Regions from separate parts of the Mus musculus genome. Here region 1 is linked to region 2. Evidence: chromatin contacts called from public promoter capture Hi-C data. All regions are on one chromosome and are shown on one strand. The core of a region is the stretch at or near the end of the contact, and the rest is flanking DNA. Distances in the headings are between cores, read along the strand shown.

What was found. Promoter capture Hi-C pulls out the DNA fragments that hold promoters and counts their contacts.
Region 1: a promoter capture Hi-C map of pre-B cells shows a contact between it and region 2, with 5 times the contacts expected there. The contact joins the promoter of Hoxa10 here to the promoter of Mpp6 in region 2.

Annotation. Positions count from the first base shown.
Region 1 is chr6:52,232,429-52,238,149 of GRCm38.p6, reverse strand. It overlaps Hoxa10 (homeobox A10), which reads left to right and starts at 3,211. Exons shown (of 2, transcript NM_008263.3): 1 at 3,211-4,191; 2 at 5,370-5,721. The coding sequence starts at 3,216. The coding sequence ends at 5,644. It overlaps Gm52902 (a long non-coding RNA gene), which reads right to left. Exons shown (of 2, transcript XR_003956434.1): 2 at 5,499-5,721.
Region 2 is chr6:50,108,622-50,114,357 of GRCm38.p6, reverse strand. It overlaps Mpp6 (membrane protein, palmitoylated 6 (MAGUK p55 subfamily member 6)), which reads right to left and starts at 4,117. Exons shown (of 13, transcript NM_019939.2): 1 at 3,894-4,117. Gm38805 (a long non-coding RNA gene) reads left to right here and starts at 4,201. Exons shown (of 3, transcript XR_869061.1): 1 at 4,201-4,418; 2 at 5,281-5,352; 3 at 5,694-5,736.

The sequences.
Region 1 (5,721 bases), core at 1,962-4,461, 2.1 Mb before region 2:
CTAACACCTCATTGTTGTAGTCTAGGGAGACACTGGAGCCTTCAGGCTGCCTGAGGGATGCCTGGGGCTCCAGACTCAAAAAAGCCCAGCAGGCACTCAGCCCACCGCCACATTTAACTTGAGCTTCTGAGTCACTGTATTTACTTTAAGACAACCACTCCAGTCCAGTCTGCCAGATACTGGGCGGTGGTCCATGGTAGGTTCTGTTGTTCCCTTGCTCAGCCAGTCTCAATGAGAGTAGGACCGAGATCCCCAGTCAGAGAGGGGTTGCTATAAAGGCTCACACACTGAACAGGAAAAGAAAGGAAACCCTAAATTAAGCACCCTGTTTGGTTTCTTGCTAGGGGAATGTTGAGAACAACGTAACTGCTCCCAAAAAGGTTGGTGAACATTCAATTACCAATGCCATGGTCTGTGAGGCTGGTAGCAAGTGATCCAGTTTCCTCCTTCTTTAGTAGAGGCAGCCGTTGTAGTGTAATGCAGTACTGGAGCCGAGCCTTTAAACCTTGCCCAGCAAGTGCGGGCTTCTGAATCCCATACAACCTAGAAACCCATTTGGCTATCCTACAAGGCCTTGGCTAGGACTAACCTAAGTAGCTTGCAGTTGGGCACCTGGCTTGTCTTACCAGACAAATAGGCAGGGGCCCGCTGAGTCCAAGGAGAGCCCTCTAGAGAATTTGAGGGAACGGCTTGCGGTGGGTGATATGAACTCTTGGAAAATGATGGGTCAAATCATGGGAATGCACAGATGTAGGGGGTTTTGTTTTGTTTTGTTTTGTTTTACAAGATAAGTCAGAACTACCCTTGGACTACTCAGAAGGTTCCCTGTAACCCTGGAAGGTTAAGAAAGATGCTGTCTCTATCACTGTCTTTTACCTTATCCTTGTAGCCTCTGTTATCTCCAACACACTCTTCAATGGCCACTGGTTCTTTAAAAACCTCAGCCAGGGAAACTCCTTTTTGTGTGAGATCCAGACAGGGACGGCTCAGGAGCCTGGCTCACAGGCCTGCTGACCTACTAGAGCTCCTTTTCCTCAAGGAATAGTCAGCGCTCTTGGGACCCACTTTCCCACATAACAGCTTTCCAGAGAGGTATCAGAAGTGCTGGAGAGTCAAGTGCCTTTTCAAGCAGTCCCAGATTCAGGACATTTCCAGGTGGCACTGTTGAACACAGGAGTTCCACCTATCTAGTGAACAGAGCAAGGACCACGCACATCTGGAAGCTTAAGGTAGGGTAACAAGGCCTATCTGTGTGAAAATTTGCCTTGGCCTTGGGTACAGAAGCAAATCAGATAGTTAATGGTGTCTCACATAGACCCAGCTTTTATTTTCCAGAGAGGCTGTCTGCAGAGAGCTGCTGCTCATCTGAATTTCTTTCTCTCTTTCCTTTCCTCCCTTGTCTCCTTGCCTCCTTCTTCCCCTTCTGTCCCTCTTTCTTTCTTTATCCCTTTCTTTTACATTTAGATGCTCAGATACCCAGGCCTCCCACCCATCACCTCTCGAGAGACAGAGGTAGAACTGGCAGAGATTCCTCTTGAGTATTAGCAGAGGCATAGCCTCCTGGGTGTGGGCTTGCCAAGCAGCTGCAACCAACTGCAGTGTCTTGCATCTCAGAAGCCAGAGCCTAGCCTCTACCTGGTCAGCTTCCCTGTGTCCTCTCCCTCTCAGAGTGCTATCAGGGTTGTTTTTGTCCTGGATTCCTTTTGGGAGGAACCAGAATATAGCCAACTAAAAGCAAGACTCTCTCCCTGCCATTTGCAGAGGTCTGAACAATGTGGTTCAAGGGTCCTGGGCAGTCAGTAGCTCTCTAGTTCCAACTGGAGCTGGCAGGACTGGGGCATCCTGGAGACCCTGTAACCCACAGGTCAGAAGTAAAGCATCCACTATGCAAGCTCCATGGATCCTGCCGAAAAAGGTCACCTTTCCTAAGTTTGATATAAGGTCCACATTTGGGGGCTAGCATGCCGTAGGCTGACCATTTTCAATTGCCCAAAGGTAGCACCCTGGGCTCTAGAGTCTCTTATAATAGGGCCCAAACCCAGCTCAGCCTCCTAGGGAATGGACTTCCTCATCACCACCTTGTTAAAATGTGCACAGTATACGACAAAAATGGCTGGGAAAAGGACTGCCCTCGCCATGTCTTTGGGGGTAGAGTGGGGTACAGACAGGTTTGGTCAGAACCTCCTGGAGCCAAGGAATGTTTAGGCTCAAAGGAGAGCGAGAGAGAAAGCAGTGTGGCGGAGGTATTTGCTAGACACATTCTCCCAAGGTTTTCCTTCCAGTTCTGCCAGCACAGAAAGGCCAGAGACCCAAAGCCAGCATTCTAGTCCTCTAAAGGTAGAGGATGGGGAGTATGCGTTTGCCTCTGAACTGTGGTTTGGGAGGTCGGGAGTGGTGGTGGTGGTGGTGGTGGGCTCTTGCCAGTCTATTGATTTTTCACCTCACTAAGGCAGCTGTGCAAGGTTGGATGACAGGAGTAGAGAGCATGAACCGATTGATCACAGTGAAGGAGAAAAACCTTCACTGACCAGAGGATGGTGTAAGACAGTGAGGACAGAGGATCCAGGCATTGATCATCGGCCGATGGATTTCGGACAATATTCATTCTTTGTGAGATGTTTGAGGCCGTACTGGTTTACTGTAGGTTCTGGACCGTCCAAAGATCTTGACAGCCTTAGTATGACTTTTTTACCAGCCACTTTGGGAAGCCAAACTTAAGAATTGAGGCCAGCTCCAGGCCCAGAAATGTATAGGATAGCTAGCCTGCTACAGGGCCCGTTTAAATGATCAAGGCGACGGGGACTCATGGCCACTCCATAGCAGACATGGGAGCACCCAAGGTTGGCTGGGGTGCACATCATAAACACTCCACTTGTTAACAGCGCAGAGCCCAAGGGTGCTTCCAAATAGTCCCTTGCATGGGGGGGGGGGGGGTACAGGTTCAAGAGCCAGGTCCCCCAACCTCCACTTTGAGGCAGCCCCCACAGTTCCGGCCTTTGAGCCATAGGTGTCAGGCGTGCGTCTTCTGGCCCATCAATACAGATTACATATTTATATCAATCGCGGGCTCCGAGGGCGCCCTCAGAGAGCGGCCCCGCGCCTACGAAACCAAACTGGGAGTGGTCGCGTGGAAACTCTGGCTCGGGATTGGCTGCAAGCGCCCGCCGCGGTGCGGGGGGGATTGCTAATCGTATTCAGCATGTTTTGCACAAGAAATGTCAGCCAGAAAGGGCTATCTGCTCCCTTCGCCAAATTATCCCACAACAATGTCATGCTCGGAGAGCCCTGCCGCGAACTCCTTTTTGGTCGACTCGCTCATCAGCTCAGGCAGAGGCGAGGCTGGTGTTGGTGGCGGTAGCGCGGGGGGCGGTGGAGGTGGCTACTACGCCCACGGTGGGGTCTACCTGCCGCCTGCCAGCGACCTGCCCTACGGGCTGCAAAGCTGCGGGCTCTTCCCCGCGCTGGGCAGCAAGCGTAATGAAGCGCCGTCGCCCGGAGGCGGTGGCGGTGGTGGCAGCGGGGGCCTGGGTCCTGGGACGCATGGCTACGCGCCCGCGCCCCTAGACCTGTGGCTGGACGCGCCCCGCTCCTGCCGGATGGAGCCGCCCGACGGGCCGCCGCCACCGCAGCCACAACCCCAGCAGCAGCAGCAGCAGCCGCCGCCGCCCCCGCCGCAGCCACCTCAACCCCAGCCACAGGCCACTTCGTGTTCTTTTGCGCAGAACATCAAAGAAGAGAGCTCCTACTGCCTCTACGATGCTGCGGACAAATGCCCCAAGGGCTCGGCCGCCGCTGATCTGGCCCCTTTCCCGCGGGGCCCGCCGCCCGACGGCTGCGCCCTGGGCGCCTCCAGCGGAGTGCCAGTACCCGGCTACTTCCGCCTGTCGCAGGCCTACGGCACGGCCAAGGGCTTCGGCAGTGGCGGCGGCGGCACGCAGCAGCTCGCTAGTCCCTTTCCTGCGCAGCCCCCGGGGCGCGGTTTCGACCCGCCGCCCGCACTGGCCTCTGGCTCGACCGAGGCAGCCGGGAAGGAGCGAGTCCTAGACTCCACGCCACCACCCACTCTGGTTTGCACCGGTGGCGGCGGCTCGCAGGGCGACGAGGAGGCACACGCGTCATCCTCGGCGGCTGAGGAGCTGTCTCCAGCCCCTTCAGAAAACAGTAAAGCTTCGCCGGAGAAGGACTCCCTGGGTAAGCAGAGCTCAACCGAGGGCTCAAGTCAGACGGGCAGACAGACAGACAGACAGACCCACAAGGAAGGAGCAGAGGACCAGAAGCCCGCGCGGCAGCCGTAGGCCTTGGCCCAAACTGACGGCAGGCTGACCTTCTGAACTTGTTTTTAATATTTGGGCGTGGGGATGCTGTAAAAATCCACGTCCGGCTTAGGGCCCCACACCAAGACGTCCTCAGCTCTGGCCCCTGCTCACCCAGACTTGGGGGATGAGAACACCAGCGAGCAGCCCTCCTCCCGTGCTTGCACTTTCTCGTGGCCCTGAGTACCCCCAAGCCCTGGTCCTTAGCCCAGCCTGCTCAGCGCGGCCCACGCGGGGGGGAGGGGCAGGGAGGAAAAGTGGCTCGCTTGCAGATAGCACGGATGTTTGTAAGGCATCCAAAATAAGCAGCCGCCAGAGCCAATAAATAAGCCCATTAACCGGCGAAGTTCGAGTTTACGATCCCCCATGCGTTTTTCAAAGTTTCTGGAGGGGCGGGAGTCCTGGTTGTAAGAAAAAAGAAAAGACAAATTCGGCCGGAACGCTTGGGCCCAGAGCTGAAAACCTAGGAATGGCCATTCCCCTTCTCCTGGAATCTGGTGCTGCCCAGCTTCACACTCCGGTTACTTGGAGGGACAGGAGCCAAACCCAAGCCCTTGACCCCAGAATCGGGTTTTTGGAACTTCCCCATTGGCCCAACTATGCCCTTCTCCTCTAGCCTGGGGCGATCTAGGAGGCTAGGGTAAGCCAGTGGAGCTGCCAGCCTCTCGTCCAAAGAAGCATTCCCTTACCCCAGCTTGGGGGCCGGCAGGAAATGCTTCCCTGCCCCTGGGTGAGAGGCAGAGAAAGGCGTTAAGTTCAAGATGTACGGCCTCGCCTCCTCCGGCCTTTCATTCTCTCAGCGCCCCGCGGCGTGGTGCTAAAACAGGTGCCTGGAAAAAAGTAGAGGAAAATGTAAATTGGGAGGACCGGGTGTGGATTTGAGGCCGATTTTGTCATGCCTTTTTGGAGGGATTTCTTGCAAAAGGAGGGAGGGCATAACCCTCTCTCTATGACTTCGGGCATCCCACTAAATGGGAAAGACCCGGAATTCACCCCCCTCATACAGCCCGAGTGGCCTCGACTTAACCTTCCCCTCTGTATTCTCTTAAACTCCAGGCAGTTCCAAAGGCGAAAATGCAGCCAACTGGCTCACAGCAAAGAGCGGCCGGAAGAAACGCTGCCCTTACACGAAGCACCAGACGCTGGAGCTGGAGAAGGAGTTTCTATTCAACATGTACCTTACTCGAGAGCGGCGCCTAGAGATCAGCCGTAGCGTCCACCTCACGGACAGACAAGTGAAAATCTGGTTTCAGAATCGCAGGATGAAACTGAAGAAAATGAACCGAGAAAACCGAATCCGGGAGCTCACAGCCAACTTTAATTTTTCCTGATGAAACTTCCAGACAACGTCTTTTCGCTTCCTGAGCGCCTGGACCCATCCTCTGCCTCCAGCCTCTGCCCCAGAACT
Region 2 (5,736 bases), core at 2,868-5,367:
CAGGGAGTCTAAAAGAAAAGGCGGAATATGACAAGCTGAGTGACATGCACAAGAAAGCAAAGAGTGGGGAAAAGTCTGAAAATAAGCTAAAAAGTGAAACAAAACAAAACCACAAAACAAACAAAACCTACTCACTGTATTGTCTTCTCCTTCAATTTTCATTCTACTTTAAATCTGTGATAACTTCAAAGGGGAGGCCTTTTGAAATTACCATCCCCAGGTATTTAAAACAATACTCAAGTATCAGTGGAAGCTAGCAACAAATGAACATTTTTAACTAAGCAGAATATGTCTCTTCTGGTATGTTACACTGAAAAACAAACAAACAAACAAACCAACAAGCGGGGCTGAGCATTCAAAGCGCTCACTTCTCTTCCAGGACTGAGGTGCAGTTCTCAGCACCCATATGCGGGACCTCACAACCACCTGTAAGCATGCTTTCATTGGCTCCAATGGCTTCTCCTAACCGCCATGGGCAACACGTGTATGTGGCACACAGGCATACACTCAGGCACACCCACACACATACAAAATACATCTTTTTTTTTTTTTTTTAAAGGAAAGGAAAGATGAATTTCAGGACAAAAGTAAAATTGTCTTAAAGTTTCTTTTAAAGAAAAAAAGAAGCAATTTAGAAGATAGGAACTACTCCAAATTGTTCATCATTATGTGGATGAATGTACCATGCAGAAAATTTGAGAAAGGTCTTTGAGTTATTCTATCATAATTAAGGGAGGCCATAAGTTACCTTCTCTCTGACTTGCTAAAATGCATTTTACTTTGTTTAAGTGAGCTCACATTCTGAAATGGCCAGAACAAGGTTAAATATTGTCAGAAAAGAAAATGTATAAATCTGACTTTATTATACTACAGAAGAATAATCAAACGGTCAAAGAGTATAGGTTTTTAACAGAAGACCACCTTTTCTCTGCACAAACATGAACACAGATTTAACTAAAAGAGGTGCTTTGCTATCTCTTCCTCTAAAAGTTTTTAAAAGGAGCCTAATCTGCTCTAAAAAGGTTTGGAGTTAGTATATTTCATACAAGAGTGATGATCTCCCCAGACCCTTCAACACAACTACCATCTGTGTACATCAAGCCTGCACTGCTCCTAAGATTAATGCCAGTAAAATCAGCTCTCTGGAAGCACTCATGAATCCAAGATTTCATGGTTAGTTAGCCCATGGAACTAGCAGTAGCCCAAAAAGTACACTGTTACTAAGTCTATGAGGAGAGGTATTTGGTGAGTGGAGTGGAGTGTGAGTTAGAGGAGAAGGCATCACACACACTGAGCTCCAGACTCGGTTCTCAATGCAGCCTCCTTAGCAGCCGCTCCAGCAGTTTGGCAAAGCGCCCAGGACGATTAGCAGCCAGAGCACGCAGAGCAGGGATCTGTTGAGATGAACTGCAAAGGCTCCCCCAAGTGGTCACAAATAAATGACAGCCACGTCTGGGCTAATCACTGCCCTGGCTTTGACTCCAACCAAAAATACTCTAGGTAAAGCTGGTGCCTATAATTAGACAAAAATGTAATCAAATACTAGTACCCCACACGAGAGTAGCGAGAGCATCATGATTTCAGATCCCATGTTTATGAACACAGCACTATTTTGGAAGGAAAAAAACTAACAGTAAAACAAAACTACAATAATTTTTCTCGATAGATTTTTCTGGGGATGACAGTTATCTCAAATAGATGAGTACTTTTCAAATCTGCTTGACCATCCCTAAATATCAGCATATCCTTTGTAACTACATTTACTTGAAGATCAGTTCTGATACAAATTTAGTTACATATCAAAAGAAATACATGGAAAATGAGAATTTATCAGCTTTACTACATACCCAACTTACAATTTACAAAAGTTCCCTTCTCACTAGTAATCCGCATTGACTGTACATGACATAAACAATACAATCAGGTCTTCCTACCTTTCTCTGTATTAATTTTATTAGTGTTTTAACTGTCTGACTAGCTTGAGCTCTGTATTGTTTGCAACTCACTCTCTCAGAAATGATTTGCGGATGTCACCCACTTCTGATAAAGCTCAGATGTCCAAAATGTGCAAAGCATTTAATTAAAACATCTGTTGTCTTCTGATAATCTTCCATTATTCAGAGGTAAAGCTCATATAGGTATGGTATATAGTCAAACAAGCAACACAATTTTAAAACATTATAAAACAGGTACCCAGGGTCTTGTGACTGTCTTTTTTGTTTTCAATCTCAAATTTAAAGGGAAAGGAGAGAAGCAGCCTGGGTAGCCTTCTGACACAATTTCAGCTTCAGGGGGAAAAAAAAAATGAGCTTAGGAAAAAAAGCAAATTGCTCCCTCAAATATTTTTTTTAAAAAAATTATAAAATCCAACAGTTTTCCTGAAGAGGAGAAAAAAGGATTGTCTTGTACAGAGCTATCAAACTTAACTCTAACAGCTTGATATTTTTACCTCAAAACTTTGTGTGTGTGTGTGTTTCAATATTCCAAGGTGGAAATGAGATTCACTGCAATAATTACAAGACACACACACACACACACACACACACACACACACCATAAGCCCGCGCTCCTACATAGCCTGTAGTCTCCATAGGACAAAATAGAGCAACTCAAAGTGTAACCATTTTTGCATTATGTAACCCTAATTTGGAATAAAAGAAACATGAGCCTTATAGAGCAATGTATGTATTTAAACAATAATTTAATAATTTAAATATATGAAAGCTTTAAGAAACAAATGACCTCAAAATGAAACAACCCCCAAAGTTATTTGTTTACAGAGCAATAAGGCCTCTAACCACAAAACTACAATCAGGCCTAGTAGTTTATCATAACTACACAGCCAAAGGCTGGTGCATTGTTTGACCAGTGTACCAAAATTTACCCTTAACCAAGGCTGAGATAGTTTTAGTACACATGAGACGTATGTAAGTTTCCAAAAAAGAAATAATGACCTGAAACACCACATGGGAAGAAATGGCTGCTAACTCATATTCCAAGTGAAGACCAATTTAACGCACCCCGAATGCTGTCAGCTATATGACAAGGAACCCCATTCAGGAGGGCTAAAGTAAAATTCCAAGAATTCCCAGAGGCGTAGGAAAAGAGTAAAAGCATGGCTAGCCTGACCTTAACCGGCTGCTTTTTGAGTAATGCGGAGAATTTTCTGAGCCTTGCCTACAGCCTTGAGTCTCTTCCTCACCCTTCTCCCCACCTACACAAATACTCACCCCAGAAAAGGGGAGCTTAATGAATGTTTTCTCGAGCTGCGATCCCAGGAACTGGTACCTTGAGAATAAACTCCCAATAAAGTGTTAAAAAAAAAAAAAAAGAGTCCCCCCAGCAAGAAAAATAACCAAAGACACCCCAACCAATCCACAAGCTGTCACCGCGCTGTCCGATCTTGCATCTACTCCCCTCCGGCCTGCCGTCCGGCCAAAATAGAAGTGGGGGAAGAGAAGGCAGGCACCTTTCTGCTTTCAGGCAAATGTGTCCAGCTCGGAGAGCACGCGCTGAGCGGCGACCGCCCCCGCAGAGGCGTGTGCTCGCCCACCGCCACTTTAGCCAAACAACTGGAACCTCGTGGCTCGGAAGTGGCAGCAGGAGTTGCAGCAAGCCTCCTCCCCGGGATCTCTGAGCCCCCAAAGGTGTCAGTCCCAGCGCCAGCCCGCTCGCTCGCCCGCCCGGGTCCACGCCGAGGCGCCCGCGCCGCAGAGGGAGGCGGCCGGCCCCGCCCGGAAGGGGCGGCCCGCGGGGGACGCGTGGGGCGAGGGGCGCGCGAGGGACACGCCACGGCTCCCGCGCCCAGGTGGCAGGGGCGGGGCCCGCGTGGCGCCGCCGGGCTTGGGGCTCCGGGGCCGGCCGTTACCGCACCGCGTGGGGCCGCCACTCACCGGCTCGCACCTCGGCCGCCTCCGCGCCGCCGCTCCACTCATCAGTCGCGGGCGCCGCGCAGCCCCATCTACCGACTCAGGGGCTCGCGGTCGGGCGGGCGACTTCCGCCGTCCCCGCCGGCCTCGCCCTTCGCCCGGCTCCGGGCGCTGCCGCTGCCCGCCGGCCCGCGCGGCCAGCCTCTCTCAGCCGCTCCGCTCCCGCCGTCGCCGCCGGGGCGCGCTCCTCCCGGCCTCGCGCGTGCGCCGGACGCGGCGAGCGCGCGGACTCGTGCGCGCGGAGATTCCCCCCCTCCCCCGCCAACCCCCGCCCAGCCCGGCCCCGCCCCTCGGTTGTGGCCTGGCCGCCAGGTGCTACCACCAGAGGGCCCTGCGGGCGGGTCCCTTAGGGTCGCCCTGGCCCAGCGCGCGTCCTCCACGTTCTGTGGGAGAGGAGCGGGAACCGGCCGAGAGCGGCTTATAGCACAAAGGAGACGCGAGAGTCCTGGAGCCCGCGCCCGCCACTCTTCTTACAGCCCTGACTCGGAGGTGGACTTGAAGGGGGACTGAATTTTCTCCCAAAGGCCCAACCCGAGGCTATGGTTCACACCCGACAAATGAAAGGACACTAGCTTCTTTCATAGTGCCAGGGCTCGGGCGGGATCGTGGAGCGGGCTTAGCCAGACCCTCCCAAACATCTGGCTTTCCCAGACCTGGGAGGAGGAGGACGGAGTACCGTGCCTCCAGCCGCGACCCTGCGCGGAGTGGGATGATTGCTGATGGGTGCCCTCTCAGAAAGTGTCCTTTTGACAGGCGTGTAGCTTTAATTTTTTTTTTTTTTTTAAGCTAAAAGGAATTGAGCATTGCAATGTAGCAAACGCTTCTGGCTAGAACTACAGTAGCAGTGCGAGAGCTTCCAGTCCTTTCTGAGATCTCTCTGCAAGCCCTCAGACCTGTGCTGTGGGCTCTCGCAGATGCTGTCATAGTCTCCCTAAAATTGAAGCAAGTAGTGTTCTTTCAGTGGAGCAACACGTCTCCTCAGTAGCTGTAGAAAGTGCAAGTGGAACTTCTCCTGTGACCATCTATCTGGTGGCTTCCACTGCGTAGCCTCTCCTAGCTTCTGAGCACCTTGCACAGCCCCTGCACAGACTGACGACAAGATTCAGAGATGGGCTTCTGAGATGTAATGCACTGCCTACTTTGTGGATGTAGCTGGCACGGAAGGGAAAAGGGGCGGGGGTGGGGGACGACTCTGATTCTGTGTCTTAAGAGGGCCCCAGTGAGTTTTGTCTTTAGCGTCAACCAAGCATCAAAGATTAATTTGCTCTGCCATGAGGATCATTAATTTTGCAAACCAACATGTAGGGGGACTTTGTAGAGCGTTAATTTAGAACCCTTTTTCCTGGAACAGCAAACCTGAGAAAAGGAAATTGGAAGCAATTAAGAAAAGTGGAATGTGCCGAGGAGCACGGAGTAACTTTGGGTAGGTATTGTGGTCCCCTATAGCCAAGTTCACCTTGTGAAATGAGACCGAGTGGGCTCGGTGCCCAAAGGTGAGAAGTAAGACATAGGCAGAGAGTATCATGGTTTGACCTCTCACGGTGGTGTGGACTCTTCGGGGTTTTCTTACTTTTCTGGATACTCAGTGGCTCCTTCCTACAGCACTCTACCCCAGACCTGTAAACCTTTAGAAGGTTGCCCTTTCAATTCCCACTTCACCACAGACTTTTCTAGCCAGTATTGTAGCTGCTCTGTAGAGGGGCAGGAAGTGACTGCCATTTCTGGATATGCTGCTCCCTATATTGTACCTTTATTCTCTCAAAGGTCCAGTGGAAACAGTGTACTAGCCTGTCACACTCTACTCCGT